Linked DNA regions of Arabidopsis thaliana: region 1 is linked to region 2. Evidence: chromatin contacts called from public capture Hi-C data. All regions are on one chromosome and are shown on one strand. Each heading gives the region's core, a stretch centred on a gene start, on an enhancer-like site or on the middle of the called end of the contact. The rest is flanking DNA. Distances are from core to core; before and after follow the strand shown. Region 1 holds the start of AT2G26210 (Ankyrin repeat family protein). Region 2 holds the start of emb1345 (Transducin/WD40 repeat-like superfamily protein).

Region 1 (5,040 bases), core at 2,125-4,624, 55 kb after region 2:
TTTGGTTTCTGCTGCATTACCTAGTATAGTATATAACCTTAGTTTTTCTTATTCCCTTTTTCAGGTTAGTGGGAAAAGTGTCATTCTTGAGGTAAACAAAAATGCTCAAGCTGTTACTCATCCAAAATCTAGCTATTTTGTTATTCTGTTGAGCAATTGGTCTTGATTTGCAGGTTGGCTGTGGAGCTGGAAACACCATCTTTCCATTGATCGCCACATATCCAGACATTTTTGTTTATGCATGTGATTTTTCACCACGAGCCGTCGAATTGGTCAAGGTCAGTCACTTTCTTCTTCTAGTCTAATGTGTACTTTGATTTGGTTGATTTGTCTTTCCTAGTGAGGTTAATTTATAGTAATAGTCTTTCTGTCTCTAAGCTCATTTAACAGGTCCACCTTAATTTATGCCTGTGAGTAGTTACTTGCTGCGTCTACCAAATGGAATAGTGTGTGATTTGTCATGTGCTTCATAGTTTTTTGTTGACCAGAGTGTATTTAACTTATTATGACATTCAGGCTCATGATGAATACACAGAGACACGCGTTTGTGCATTTGCTTGTGACTTGACAGGGGATGGTCTTGACAAGCATATTTCTCCATCTTCAGTTGATATTGTGACCATGGTATTTTCCTAACAAATTTATATTATTGTGTTAACTAGGTAGAAGATAATGATCCATCAAATTATCTTAGTAAAAGATTAACACTCCCCTGTAATTGCTCCCTTGGTTTTTCTTTCTTTGAGTATATAACGTTTGAGCCTTTTCTTTTCTCGTCATGGGCTATTTCTCATTTTAAATACTTGTTGAACAGATATTTGTTTTATCTGCGGTATCCCCAGAGAAGATGTCCTCAGTATTGCAGAACATTAGGAAAGTTCTTAAGGTATCAAACACATCCTTTCTCATGTACTTCTGGACATCCATCTTCCTCTGTTAGACTGAATTCCTCTTGTTGAGTTACTTCTTATTATTCTGTTTTCAGCCAAATGGGTGTATCCTCTTCCGTGACTATGCTGTCGGTGATCTTGCTCAGGTTTGATCCACCTTTTATTACTTCAGAAATTCAAAGTTATCGCTACTCGTATGCCCATTTTGATGCACTTGAAACGAAAAAATATTTCTACTACAGTTTCATGCTTAAAAAAAAACATTGTGGTCTGGCTTTCCTTTTAGGAAGAACAACCACTTCTTAAGAGATTTAGTATCCTTTAGAATACGAAGGCGTGGTTACCCCTTATGTGTTTCAGTATTTCATCAACAGGAGAGGTTCTCTGGGAAGGATCAGAGGATCAGCGAGAACTTTTATGTGAGAGGTGATGGCACTGTAAGTTCTTTCTTTCTCCTGCGCTATTTATTTGCAGTACACATTTCTATAATTTTGCAGATCTGTGATGATTTTGTTTTCTATGCAGCGTGCATTCTACTTTTCTAATGAATTCCTAGAAACTTTGTTTTCTGAACAAGGATTTGAAGTTGAGGAGCTTGATGTTTGCTGCAAACAAGTTGAGAATCGTTCACGCGAACTGGTCATGAATCGGCGCTGGGTCCAAGCTACATTTCGTCGAACAAATGGCAACAAAAACCCTTGTGATAGTTTGACTCCTGCCAAATTAGATAAATCTGAACAACAGGATAGCATTCAGTCTAAATCTGAGGAGCAGGAAAGAAAAGAGATTATTGATTACACTGACATTGACATATCTGATGGTCTGGCTATGGAAATGTTTGGAGCCTCCCCATCAAGTCATGAGGTAAGAGACTTCGGTAATCTCATTGTTTTTACATATTTTCTCGAAGAGTATTTTTAATTTAATTCTATGCTTACAAGTCCATATCTGTTTTTCTATTCGATTTGTTGTCATAGATGAGCGTGGTTAAGCTTAGGGATTCTGCTTTTAAAATCAAACTTTTGTCAAAAGAATATCAACATACTTGCAAATCTACGGGGTTGATGCTCTGGGAGTCTGCTCGGCTTATGGCTTCTGTTCTTGACAGGAACCCAAACATTGTTTCTGGAAAACGGGTGTTGGAATTGGGTTGTGGCTGCACAGGAATTTGCTCGATGGTAGCTGCCAGATCAGCTAACCTTGTGGTAGCAACCGATGCAGACACAAAGGCACTTACGCTATTGACAGAGAACATCACAATGAACCTCCAATCTTCTTTACTTGGAAAACTGAAAACAAGCGTACTTGAATGGGGAAACAAAGAGCATATAGAAAGCATTAAGCGTTTGGCTTGTGAGGGATTCGAAGTTATCATGGGGACAGATGTTACCTATGTAGCTGAAGCCATTATACCTTTATTTGAAACCGCAAAAGAGTTGATCTTACGGAAAATGGGAGACGACTTAGAGGTGCAAGAGAAGCCGGCGTTGATTCTATGCCATGTTTTCAGAAGGGTTGATGAACCTTCTCTTCTGTCAGCTGCATCTAAGTTTGGGTTTAAGCTTGCAGACAGATGGGCTGCAAATTCAAAGGAATCTCCTATTGGGAACATCATTGACAGTTGGTTTTCCGAAAAGGATTTGGTCGCAGAAATCCCGAGTTCTGCGTTGCATATTCTCTATTTTCAGATGGAGTAACTATGTGGTAGAGGAGCAAATGTTGATTAACTGGAGAGTTCTTTTATATTAAAAAATCCTCATTGAATCTCAAATCAATGAATGTCCTACATGTATTCTTCTATATTAGCAATGGATTTTTTGGGTATAAAACTATTACATGATGATGACTTGTTGTTACCAGCCTTCCTTATCATCCATTTCCCTCACGATTTTGACATTTTTAATGGCTTTATGAGAGTTGAATCCACATGTTAACTCGGTCCTGCAGAAACACTTTCCCTTTTATGACTTGGATTTTGTTGGCATGTTAGTTTAGTCAGTCTCCCCCTCATCTAATTCCATCACCACTTTCCCTCATTCTTTGCCACACAAAAGTTGTCCAAATGTTCACATTTCCTTCTACATGAGCACCGCCATGGATAGGTGAATTATACATTTACATCTCCTCTTGTGGGTTTAGCTTGAATCATAATGTTTTGGAGAGTTCTTGTGATAGATTCACTTCCACAAAAAACCTTTGCTTCTTCAAAATTACTACATAACTCCATGACATAAAAAAATTACTAAAAACATTATTAATTTTATTTTTATATTTTTTACACATTGACCAAAAAATAACATGTTATGAAAACTGAAATGATAAAAATATGAAGAATAGTATAGGTTTTTTATGGTAAGAGAAGTTTAGTTAGTGAATTTTTTTTTTTTTTTTTTTTGTATTCTCAAAATATAAATAGATTCTTATTTTATTTCTTTTTTCGTGTCCTTAAATATTTATCTGAATTTTTAATTAATAAACGACGATCAAAATAGTTCTCAATCAGTTGGATCATCTTTTTATTCCTAAATAAATAAACTCCAAAAGCATCTCTCTGTTTCTTCTCCTCTCTTCAAGCTTTTTGTTTCGTCTCAGTCGTCGTCATCATCTCTGACAGGTGAATTGAATAATATTCCACTTTCATTATTCCTTCTTCTTCTTTATAGCTTTTCCACATGAATTTTTGTGTTTGTGCTTGTAGATCTAAGGTTTTGTCCAGTTTCCGGAGTAATTGAAATTTGCAGAGAAAGAAAAATCCAATTTTTGTTCATTTTGGAAAAAATCTGAATTAGACTGATTGATAGTACACATTTTTTAGAAATTTTGGAGAAACCCATGTATAGTAAGCTACAAAATGATCAATTATACTCAGATCATTTCAGATATATAATGAGAAATGGTAGATTAATCATTGTTATTTGTTAGGTTGATTCAAATAAACATTAGAAGCTATTTGATGAATCTGTCTATGTCTACTTGTGGCAGCAAGGTTATTCACATAGGCAAAGAAGTCATTCTTTTGCATGCTGTTTTCCAATAAAGTTAATTCTCTAACAGAACAAGTTTCGAGATTGGATATTGACGACAACGATATGGGACTTGGAGGTAGTGAAACAATGGAATGCAAGTGTGGTATGCCTCTGTGTATCTGTGTAGCTCCTCCCAAATCAACTGATAAACCAAACCCACCTGTAAAAACTTCATTTCCTCAAGTTTGTGTTCCTGACAAAATACGTTTCTCGCTTTTGAATATTGCTTTTGGAACAGGCTACCATTGCTCCTGTGGTTCTTCCTCAGTTGAAGTCAGAGGCTTCAGCAAAAAGTAAAGGTTCCACTTCCAGCAGCAATGCTAGGTATGTTATCATTTAGTCGTAGTATCAAGGCAAAAGTTTGTGTCTAGAGTTTACTTCATAAGCTTTACACATGTGAGAAAGTTGTTTGTCTAGGCATTTTCATTTACTTTATTAGGGCAAGGAAGTATCAACATGAAATTTGCTTGCTCTTGCATTTCAGCTGGACCGATCAAATCACTCGTACTTTCTCCTTTTCGTGCAATTGTGTAGAAAATTTGCTTCCCATATTCGTTGTTGTGGCAACTGACAAATGATATTGAAATATCTCTCGTTGCCGTTATATATCTTTTAAGCTGTTTTGATTTGTAAATAAGCTGTTGAAAAACTCAGATCAGCTCTAAATGCTGGACTAGACACCCCCCAAAGAGACTATGAAGCCAGTGGGGAGGTAACTCTTGACATTTCATTACATAAATAAACCATAGTTTACTGTTTCTAACAGAGCATTATTGATTTTATGGAATTTGTTTGTTAAAAGGGATTAAGAGAAGCGATTAAGAATGGTGACAGTGCTGGTGCGAAAAAGCTTCTAAAAGAGGTACTTAATCTCCTAATTAAGAAGCTGCGCTTAATTAAGTGTATAGAGAGAGGTTAAAACTCTAGGAGTTGCAGGGCGTAGATGCAAATTACCGAGACAGGCAAGGAATGTCGGTGCTTCATCTGGTAATCTTCCCACTCCTCATGTGTGATTGATTTGCTTAAGTAATTCGGAAATATACTAATAACATAATCTTATACTTCCACAGGCTGTCCTGTTCAACCAAACTGATATTGCGTTGATGTTGATGGATCATGGAGCA
Region 2 (4,584 bases), core at 1,435-3,934:
TATCAAAACGTTTGTTTATTTGTCAATCCTCTTATTAATGAGCTTAGACTCAAATTCCAGACCAACGACGAGTACATAAAGTAAGTAATTGATGGCAAAGATTTCTGAACAGGCCTACTCTCTATACGATAAACATGACGGCCCAATCATCGCCAAGGCCTAAACCTCTCAAACCTTAGAATGAACGAAAATAAATCAAATTTTTTATTTAATATATGAGAACAAAAGGGTATTCAACAAAATTGCAAGAATTTGGGTCCGTTACAAAACTATATTGGTTCATGTAACTGTAGTACTGTATTGGTCACCCGTTAACAATATTATCCCCCAAATTTCAACAGATCAGTGAGATATCAATATGAGAAATCAGAAGAAGAAAAAAAAACACACAACCATAATTAAGATTAACGAAATGGAGAAATATATATACCTTGGCTGAAGACGTTTAGAGGAAAATGAAAACGATGGAGTTTGGTATCAAACAGTGAAGATTGAAATTTTGATTCTGAATGCACGTTTATGTGATTTCTATGGCTTTTTATAAGCTACTACTCTTAGAATATGTCTAATCTCATTTGACCAAAATATCCCTCTCTTTTGTATTCAACGTTTTTCACTTTTCTTAGTAAAGAAAACATCATTGTCTTTCTTAAAAAAATTAGATCATTTTCCTTAGTGCTGCAAGTCAAATTTAACAAGGAAATATAATTCAATAACATTCAAAAAGTAAGGAAATCACAATTTTCTTGTGACTTAACTTTTTAAAGTTTAAAGTAAAAAATCTAATAATAATATTTATCAAGAATAAAAAATCTAAAAATAATAAGAAAACATTTAACATAAACTAGACATATACTTTAGATCTAAAGAAAATATACAAATATCACTTTTGATTACATTTACATGTATTAAGGAAATAGAACCATTAATTTTGCTCTTAACTATTATTTTTAAATATTCACATATAGATTTTGTTTTTCCTTAATTCAGATAATACAGCGCGGACAACAGTCAAAAGTATTAGTAAATAACTTACTAATGACACATAACTTTTGTTTAACTTAAATTTTTAAAATATGATGATATCACTAGTCAAAATTGAGATAATTTACTACTAAATACGCAAAAGAAATTACTTAATTTATAGGGATTTAGTACCTAGTAAGTCATTACTAGTCAAAATAAAGATAATAAATTACTGAAAATCTTTGTTCTAAAACATGGCCATGGAGACCGAGGTCTCTAGACGTCGGAAAGCATGAGATGGTTTGAAGCCGCCGCGATGTAACATAACTTATTATTTTTTGTTTGTTACATGTTAGAAACTCACTTTTCTATATGGATCAACAATATTTGAGTGCAAAAAATCAAAGAATATGAAAATAAATATTACAAAAAATTCGTAGCGACCATAAATTAGGTTTGGAGGATTAGTATTCATAAGAAGAAGATGGATACTAAATGACCAATATACCATTCTTCGAAGATAAATTGAAAAAATTTCAAACTGTTGATTGTTGAATTTGAGATTCGAACCTGTCACCTCTGACATGATATATTAAACAAACCACTACAGCAAACAAAAGTATCTTGAATCTACAGTAAAACCTCTATAAATTAATACACGATAAATTAATAACCTCTACAAATTAATAAATTCTTCCGGTCCCGAGTTGGGATCAGTGTAAAAATTGATACAAATCGATAAATTAATAAGATAATATTTTTTTTGAAAATCCTATGTAAATATATGGTCCCATCAATATTATAAATTAATAATTGTATAAATTATGAATATATATATATATATATATATTTATATTTATGAATATATCATGTAAAACTTAGTAAAATATGACTTTAGTATTGTTTTTCTTTAATTTATATTAATTCTTTGTAAAATTTAATTCTAATAATTTTACTACGTATAAAAAAGTTTTTTTTCTTAAATCTAATAATGGTTTTCTACTTGTAATTGATTTTTAGAAAAATTATTGATTGTATAGAGAAACTACCTTTTAGATCAAATTTTTGTAAAAAATTACAAAATTTGTAAAATATCTCCATAAATTAATAATTATTAATTTATCGATAAATTAATATTTTCTCTAAATTAATAAATTTTCTTGGTCTCGACATTATTAATTTATAGAGGTTTTACTGTATATATTATTATATTTCTAACCTAATCCCAGATTGATGTTTAGCGGTATTTAAAATCAGGCTAAAAACACATATTTTTTACTAGAATATAAAATAGATAATATTGTGCTGATGCTAATCAAAATTAAAAGGTAACAAATTATTAAAGACATATATTTAACTTAATTTAAATGTACATCTGCGGTGCTAGCACTAGTTTATATAATAAGAACAAAAAACCTAATGATTTAATTTGAAAAATAAATTTAAGAATATGACCTTCGAGTTCTAAGAAAATTAGCTTGTTAATATTTTTTTTATTAGAAATGAAAATTTATCTTAGAATAAAAATCTCCTCAATATCTATTTTCAACCTCTTTCAAAGATTTGAAAATATTTTTTTTTTAATATTAGTAAATAAAACTAATTAAATAAAATTAGAAATCAAATTGATTTTACTTAAAAACACTTTAAAGTTTAAACCTCTAATCTAGCTTTTATTTTTGTACCGCCATTAAAAAATAACGAACCCAAACCGAACTCAAACCCAGACCCAAACCCATGCCCATACACAAATCACGAATGCCTAGGCTTACTTGTGACCGAAACCGAATTGAATCATATATAGTTTCAGGTCACCTGTTGCACAATCTCTGCTCAGCCCTAAAAGCTTACTCCTTTCAACTTTCTGGAGGCCTTCTCGTAGCCTAGCGTCATAGATGGATTTGATGGAGAAGAACTTGGAGTTAGTGGAGATTCAGAAACTAGAAGGCCACACCGATCGTGTTTGGAGCGTAGCTTGGAACCCCGTTTCTTCTCACGCCGACGGTGTTTCACCGATTCTTGCTTCTTGCAGTGGCGATAACACTGTTCGAATCTGGGAACAAAGCTCTCTCTCTCGCTCCTGGACTTGCAAGGTCTCTATCTCATTTCTCTTTCTCGCAAGAAAGTTCTAGCCTTTTTTGGACCTAGCAAGTTCAATTCACAAAAATCTATTGATTCTCTAGATCAGTCTTACATTACAATTTGTGGGTTTTGTTTCGATTCACTAAAGAGATTAACTTGACCTTAAACATGGAATCGACTGGTGATTTGGATATGGTGTAGGACTGTTGTGTTAGTTCTTGTGCTATTTCTCTAGAAAGATTTATTGATTGTATATTGTGAATCTTCAGACAGTTTTGGAAGAGACGCATACAAGAACTGTGAGGTCGTGCGCTTGGTCACCCTCAGGACAGTTATTGGCCACTGCAAGTTTTGATGGTACCACTGGCATTTGGAAGAATTACGGTTCTGAGTTTGAGTGTATTTCCACTTTGGAGGTACTTTCTAGCCCAATCCTTGAACCATCCACAAATTGTCAAATTCTTATCCAGAATTAGTTCTTTGAACCTGAAAGCATAACTTTTCACAGCTCCTGTTTGCTCTTTTGACTTTGTTCTTTCTTGATCTTTAATGCTAAGCTCAAACTCTCATGGAGTTTTTCAGTGTTCACTTCATAGTTCATATTTAATTATGCTCAAAGCTTTTGGTGGTTTTCTTGTACTGTCTTTATGCTTTGTATCGCACGTTTTTGGCTAGTAGAATCTTATTAAAAAAAATGTGTGTAGGGACATGAAAACGAAGTCAAAAGTGTATCATGGAATGCATCTGGTTCATGCCTTGCAACATGTAGTAGAGATAAGTCTGTTTGGATTTGGGAAGTGCTTGAAGGGAATGAATATGACTGTGCTGCGGTATTAACTGGGCATACACAAGATGTGAAGATGGTTCAGTGGCATCCCACCATGGATGTTTTATTTTCTTGCAGTTATGATAACACCATCAAGGTAATGCGAATACTCTAATTAGGTTTTAGTAATGCAGAACTTGAAATTTATTACACAAAAAAAAAAAAATTATATAATTGAATAACGCTAGTGGCGTGCTACTCACAGGTTTGGTGGTCTGAAGATGATGATGGTGAGTATCAATGTGTCCAAACCTTAGGTGAATCTAACAAGTATATCTTCTACTTTTTCTTATATGCTTTCGATTTTTTTCTTATTAGGCTCTTACTTTTGAAGTAGTAGATTAATATATGCCTTTCTTCTTCAAACAGCGGTCACTCTTCAACGGTATGGTCCATCTCATTTAACGCTGCAGGGGACAAGATGGTCACTTGTAGGTTAGTGAATCTTCTCTCCTTGTCTCCCATAGGCATTCTAGAAGCAATGTAATCTGTCTCTTGGGATATTGTTCTTACAGTAGCAAGCTTGCCTGAATGTGTATTTGCAGTGATGATCTAACCTTGAAGATATGGGGGACAGATATTGCCAAGATGCAGTCTGGTGAAGAATATGCACCTTGGTGAGAAAATAGTGGGTTATTACATGTAATCGAATTTATTTGTTTCTTACGTTTAGAGCTGGACGTAGTATGTAGCCTACAAGATTATTTGAC

What was found. Capture Hi-C pulls out chosen DNA fragments and counts their contacts.
Region 1: a capture Hi-C map of seedling shows a contact between it and region 2, with 1.9 times the contacts expected there. The contact joins the promoter of AT2G26210 here to the promoter of emb1345 in region 2. A contact is called at or near these places in 3 of 26 Hi-C or Micro-C datasets (callus, seedling and shoot), 1 of 2 datasets of contacts at active chromatin or transcription factors (shoot) and 1 of 3 other capture datasets (seedling).

The regions. Positions count from the first base shown.
Region 1 is chr2:11,153,744-11,158,783 of TAIR10.1, forward strand. AT2G26210 (Ankyrin repeat family protein) reads left to right here and starts at 3,375. Exons shown (of 8, transcript NM_179745.3): 1 at 3,375-3,504; 2 at 3,873-4,078; 3 at 4,155-4,240; 4 at 4,571-4,628; 5 at 4,719-4,778; 6 at 4,853-4,903; 7 at 4,987-5,040. The coding sequence starts at 3,911. AT2G26200 (S-adenosyl-L-methionine-dependent methyltransferases superfamily protein) reads left to right here. Exons shown (of 12, transcript NM_179744.3): 5 at 65-91; 6 at 174-278; 7 at 517-624; 8 at 815-886; 9 at 986-1,036; 10 at 1,265-1,327; 11 at 1,416-1,754; 12 at 1,868-2,886. The coding sequence ends at 2,587.
Region 2 is chr2:11,099,539-11,104,122 of TAIR10.1, forward strand. It overlaps emb1345 (Transducin/WD40 repeat-like superfamily protein), which reads left to right and starts at 2,685. Exons shown (of 10, transcript NM_128165.4): 1 at 2,685-3,059; 2 at 3,318-3,464; 3 at 3,753-3,971; 4 at 4,080-4,144; 5 at 4,244-4,309; 6 at 4,420-4,491. The coding sequence starts at 2,862.